Regions from separate parts of the Zea mays genome. Here region 2 is linked to region 1. The links are chromatin contacts, called in public Hi-C maps. All regions are on one chromosome and are shown on one strand. Each heading gives the region's core, a stretch centred on a gene start, on an enhancer-like site or on the middle of the called end of the contact. The rest is flanking DNA. Distances are from core to core; before and after follow the strand shown. Region 1 holds the start of LOC100126430 (aberrant pollen transmission 1). Region 2 holds the start of LOC100279412.

Region 1 (2,947 bases), core at 27-2,526:
CAGCTCCACTATGGATAATGACAACAGACTGGCCATGCTTGTTATGAGCCTCCATTTTACTTGTCCTTTGGATTTTCCTTTTGCTTTAGCTGTTGTGGTTGAGATCGGTTTGCGAGGGGCGGGTTTCTTCTTGTTAGTGGATTTCACAGGTTGCCTGAGGACAACATCCAAATCAGAGATTTGCAGTTGCAGGATTGGGCCATGGGTTAGTACTGTAAATCCCAGCTGGGTGATCGGTTTCCGCAGGCCAAGTCTAATTTCACCAATGCAGATAGACTCAACAGCGCCCTGAAATGCAGTGCAAACGCGGATGGGTCATATGTCAGGATTGGCATTGCCATTGGCGTGGACCGTGGAGGAATGAGAGGCCACGAAAGCAGGTAGGCGGGGAGGTACCTTCGGTGATGAAATGGTGATGTCCCTCAGGTAATTGAAGCCGTAGGAGCGGCAACCGATGGAGAGCTTGGCCGCGCGTTGGAGTACCCAGGCTACCGCCCTGGCGAAGAAGCTGCGATTGGAGTTCGCAACACACGAACTCTTGAGTGCCATTACCCCATCCCATTCCGAGAATTGAGAACATAACGTATACTCGTAAAGCGTAAAATAACGAACGATTTCATCCGGTGAGGCTTCGTGGAAAGGGGAGGAAGAGGGGAGCGAACGTACATGATAGCGACGCATCCGGCCGCAGCGGCGAGGGCGGCGAGGATGGCGAGCTTGAAGACGGAGAGGAGGAGGCCGTGGCGGAGGACGAGCTCGACGGCTTCCCAGGCGACGACGAACCCCACCAGCAGCTGCACTAGCCCAAGCATCATCTTCGACTCTCCTCCTCGGCCTCTAGCACTCCGTCATGGCATCAAACCCTTCCTTGCAGAAGAATGCGAGGTCGCCACGACGGCGAGCAATCGCGGCGCGCGCTCCGTGCGGGATCCGATTGGTCGAGGTTGTGGAAAGTTGAGGGGAAGCGCGGGGCTGAGCGGAGATGGTGCGGAATCGCGGACTGGAGTAATGGAGAGGAGAGGGTGGCCAGGAGCGGAGTGGGGAAGAGGTGGCGCGCCATTTCCGGGGGAAGCGAAGGGGGTGGCCGGTCCGGGTGGGGAGGAAAAAAGGTGCGGGCGGAGTGGCGCGGCGGTTACCCACGTCCGAGTCAAAATTCCATAAAAAACATACCCGGAACTGGCACGGGCGTACGCCCGTACCGCGCACAGCGCCGCGTCCAAGCCAAGCGCCGCGTGGACGGTGGAACGGTGGATACAGCGGGTCCTCAAGATCCAACATGGGATGGTTATTTACTCTATTGGAGATTGTTCCGTTGCAGGGAATTAAGATTTCTAATTTCTCAAGAAAAATAAACTAATTTTACTTAGAAAAATAAAAATCCCTTTGAAAAATAGGGTTTCCAAAATAGCCATAAGTGAATTTAATCTAGATAGGGATTGAGTGGATCTCACTCAATCCTCTTGGAAATTTAATCCTCTTAGGGTTGATTTGGTGACAAGGGGGTCACGAAAGATTGGAGGGGGTTGGGAAGAAAATAAACTAATTTTCCCCTCAATCCTCTCCAATCCCCCGTGATCACTGGTCACCAAATTAGTATTTATGGTTTAATCCCTGCCTCAAGTCCATTTGTTTAATCCTTGTCAAGTCATATACAAGACAAGATGATATAGAAGTGTCTTTCAACATATAAGTGATGTATTTCATCAGCATACAAGTGATATCTTTCTCTTTCAGCAGCAAAGTTCACGCAAATGTCTAGCGAGCACCATTATTACAGGGTTTAGTACATGATAAAGCATCAAATAGGGGAACTTATAGCATTACAGTCATAAGCTGCAGGTCCACTAACGAACAACAGGTCGTGTGTGTGCATCAAGGGATATGCTTCGCACAATACTATTGTGTGCTCCAACCATGCCAAGTTATCCTTAGAAACCCTGATCACGACCTGCTCAAAGAAGTGACATTTCAGCAGACCATAGTAAGATAAATACTACAAATGTTAAAATATGAATCCTGAAACATCTCCAAAACTGCACTGGAACTACTTACTATCCTAACTCTCCTTCTAGCTTTTGCATACAATTGACTGTTGATCACTAGTAAAACATAACATAAAAACAATAATTTCACCAAATTAAAGTGTCTAATATCAAAGCAACTAAACTAAAGCTAGAAACAGAGACTTTCTGCTCATGAGAGCAACACTGCAATTAGGTGTAACTTTAAATAGTGCACACTACAGGAATATAGAACTAAATATTCAAACAATTGTATCAACAGATTTTCGAGGCATGAAGCAGAGAATGTCATTTGTTCAATCATATATTATTCCAACACTTGTCCATGACGAGAGGAAGAAAAACATCTAAAAAACATAACAGTCATGGGAAATAAGATCATATTTTTTGGCATAATACTTTCCTAGAACATAAACAATTTGCTAGCAGCACAAGTACAGTTAGAACTTATTAATTGCTTGGTAGCTATTCTCAATGTGCATTGAAAGACTGAATTTCTATAGGCAAGTATGTAAAACAAATATTATTATAGCGAGAGACTGGCGCAAGTTGCTGGAAATACTATGAAGATGAAACAACGGTAAAGTGTGCTCTATTTCTATTCATTTTTGAACTAAAATTAATTAAGGGCTCAAGCCAATTGTGGTTGAACATTTAGATCGTGATACATTACCACCCTATCTGTGTGTAATGCAGTCGATCGTTGGCGAAGTTAATCATTAATCCATTGGCTCACCGGACAGTCCGGTGAATTTTAGTGAAATGGCTCTGAGAAAACCCGAGAGCGGACAGTTCGCGGAGGTCTTCAGCCTAGGCACCGGAAAGTGTCTAGTGCGCCATTGAAAGTCGCCTAGAGAGGGGGGTGAATAGGGCGAAACTGAAATTCTCAAAAATAATCACAACTACAAGTCGGGTTAGCGTTAGAA
Region 2 (2,864 bases), core at 274-2,773, 160 kb after region 1:
TACTGTGGTAATTAAGGACACGTGACTTACATCAGTTGTTCACAAATTAGCTTTGCCCGGATCATTGAGACTGTCAGGCACGATTGAACTTATCCACAATATTTTAAGGTCTTGGGCTCTCCCATGTCTGTCTAGATAAGACCATCCAACTCACCGAACAATGATTGCTCGCACATGCACATCAGTGTGGACCAGTCAGTGAATTCGTCGGAGGAAAGCAACATGCACCAAGAACAGTAGAAGAGCTAGTTGTAACATTAAGCTGTCTGCCATTACACATCATATACGTTTGCTTACAGAAGTGCACCCTAGACACACGAGGAGAGCAGCAGTAAACTAACAGCTGCATTCTTGTTATATTTTTTGGTCATTTCTTACGTGCATGCTATACAAAAGAAACTTCTACAGTAGTACAACTACTCACGTTTTTTTACTTCGACTTTGACAGACAGACCACGACGCCGACGGCAGCTGCAGCCAGTAGCAGATGCTGCTAGAGAGGCAGCAGCCTTCCATGTGAGTCACCGAGTCCCCATCAGGGGCCGGCCAGCGAACCTAGCGAGGCTGGTGGATCACGCGAGGAGCGCTGCTCTTGGGGCTGCCGGCGTACTTGGTCGGCTTCTCGGAGTGCCTGGGTTTCTCCCGGAACCCCCGCGGGGCGTCGCCGCTCTTCGGGGAACCCAAGTTCAGCGCCTTGAGCACCGAATCTGGCGGAGGAAAAGCACACCAACGTACGCGGGTGAGCTCACTATGATTCGTCTTTTAGGCAAATCTAAAAATCGGTGGAAGAGTAAGAGAGAGATCCGTACCTGTCTTAAGGGCGGCGGCGGCGGGGGCCTGCTCGCCGTAGAAGAGGTCCTCATCCTCATCGTAGGCAAGGAGGGCGACCAACTCGAGCTGCTCGGCTATCTCGTCCAGGTGGGCGTGCTCGCGGGACCAGTGGTCGCGGAACCAGGCGGTGGTGGTGATGAGGTCCCACCACTGCGGCGAGAAGTCCTCCACCTGCAGCAGCGCCGCCGGGATGAAGAGCGGCGCGTTCGGGTTCAGCGACGACGAAACCGCGACGGCACTCATGGTTCAACTTCAGCCCCTCAGGCCTCCTACCTTCCTGATGATTACAGCAGACAGATCCGGACGTATATCAGATCACGGACACAGGGGAGACCGAGCTAATCAAAGACAAGCCACGAGCTCTCCTGGTGGATGGAAGGATTCGACCACCCGCACCCGGGAAAGTAAAACACCACAGATCTAGAACGTGGCGATCTAGACTAGGCGCGAAAGCGACGCAAGGCTACGGATCGCAGCTAGTAGGAGGACGGAGGGCTCGTTCCCGGCGCTCACCTTCCTGTTCGTGGTTGGATGGATCTGATCTGCCTGCTGGAGCTGGGGAGCGAGGGGAAGAAGGCCTCGGCGACGGACAAGACGGAAAGGAGAACCAAACGAAATATCAACAGCGGAGTGAGTGGGGCCGCCTGGGGGCAATCCGCAGCAGGCAACGACCAGCGAGTGAGCTCCCAATGCCCTAGTGGACTCGGCGAGGACTCGCATTTATAGGTGGGACGGCACGCGGAGCCAGGCCCAGCGACCGAGCGAACCTTCCTCCTTGCTGCTGCTGGGCCGGACAGGAAAACGTGTCGCCGCAAGGCAGTTTCCGGGCTGTGCTGGGCCTGTCCGTCCGTGTGCGGCGGCGGCGACCATCGGTTGTGTCATCATATATATGTGAGCAAAACACAAATTCTTCAAATGAAAAAGAAAGACGAATCACAGGCACAGCACTCCCCGATAGGCTGTTACTGTCTGCCATTTCCAAAAATCTCAGATGGGTCACATAAATGGACTCGGAACAGTGGGAGAGCTAGAACCCCACCCCTACATCCGTCACTCGAAGTAGCGTTGGACTAGACATGATCGGCTAAGGATAGAGCCAACAATCAACAGCTACAATTGGACATGCCACGGTCAAGCGCCTGCTAATACAGAAGCAAAGTCTTTTTACCCTTCGGATGAAGTCGTGGCAGCAGGGGGCGTGGAGATGGTATTTTGATGCACTAGGGAAGTAGGGAACGAGTTTATGGCAATTAGGAGCATGAGGAGACCACGTGTGTGTGTGGCAAGTTGATAAGCCAGTTTTTTTAAGTCACGCCAATTTTTGAAGGAGCTTTAGGGTCTGCTATGAGAGTTTTTGGAGTTAGTTTGTCTCCAGCGATTTACCGTTTACGTATCCTACCTCCATTCCCATCTCATATGCATGATCTAGTGGAGACAAATTTACTGCTAGCACTTGGACACTATATTTACTTCCTCTAATCTGATTAAATCTCGGTGTCTCGAATGCACCATAGGTTAAAATTATGTCTTAATCATTTTACAAGTTATATATGATCTATATCTACATCCATCATACATATTATTGTTCTACATGTGGTATATTTTACTCTTTTTCCTTTAAAAGTAAGATGGAGGCCAGTCAATATTTGTGAAGATTGATCAATGAAAACAAATAAATATGGATGTAAATGGTATATATATTATTCGTCTGTAATAGAATTCGATCTGTCTAAGAGGGATAAGATTCGATCCTTATTCGAATTTGGATATTCAGTTTTCGATCCGTATCTGATTTATATTCATATCTGTATATTCAAAGTTGGATATTTAAGATGTCGATGTCACTCAAATCTTATCCATCACAACTCAATTATACCATTATAAGAATTGGGTTTCGCCAAATTACCATCAAATATAAGGGTTTCGTCCAAGTGCCATTATCAACTGAAACACCCACACTTAAATACCATTTGATTATTTAACAGAAATAAAAAACAAATTTAACAGAGTTTAAAAGCTGATAGATTTACCCT

The links. A called contact is a pair of places that touch in the nucleus more often than the background predicts.
Region 2: a Hi-C map of ear shows a contact between it and region 1, with 3 times the contacts expected there. The contact joins the promoter of LOC100279412 here to the promoter of LOC100126430 in region 1. A contact is called at or near these places in 15 of 25 Hi-C or Micro-C datasets (bundle sheath, ear, endosperm and 4 more) and 2 of 3 datasets of contacts at active chromatin or transcription factors (leaf and seedling).

What each region holds. Positions count from the first base shown.
Region 1 is chr9:134,603,545-134,606,491 of Zm-B73-REFERENCE-NAM-5.0, forward strand. LOC100126430 (aberrant pollen transmission 1) reads right to left here and starts at 1,277. Exons shown (of 25, transcript NM_001112596.1): 1 at 667-1,277; 2 at 397-508; 3 at 1-288. The coding sequence starts at 815.
Region 2 is chr9:134,761,929-134,764,792 of Zm-B73-REFERENCE-NAM-5.0, forward strand. LOC100279412 reads right to left here and starts at 1,524. Exons shown (of 3, transcript NM_001317819.1): 1 at 1,345-1,524; 2 at 810-1,108; 3 at 238-707. The coding sequence starts at 1,074. The coding sequence ends at 556. LOC109942446 (a long non-coding RNA gene) reads left to right here and starts at 447. Exons shown (of 2, transcript XR_002265295.2): 1 at 447-739.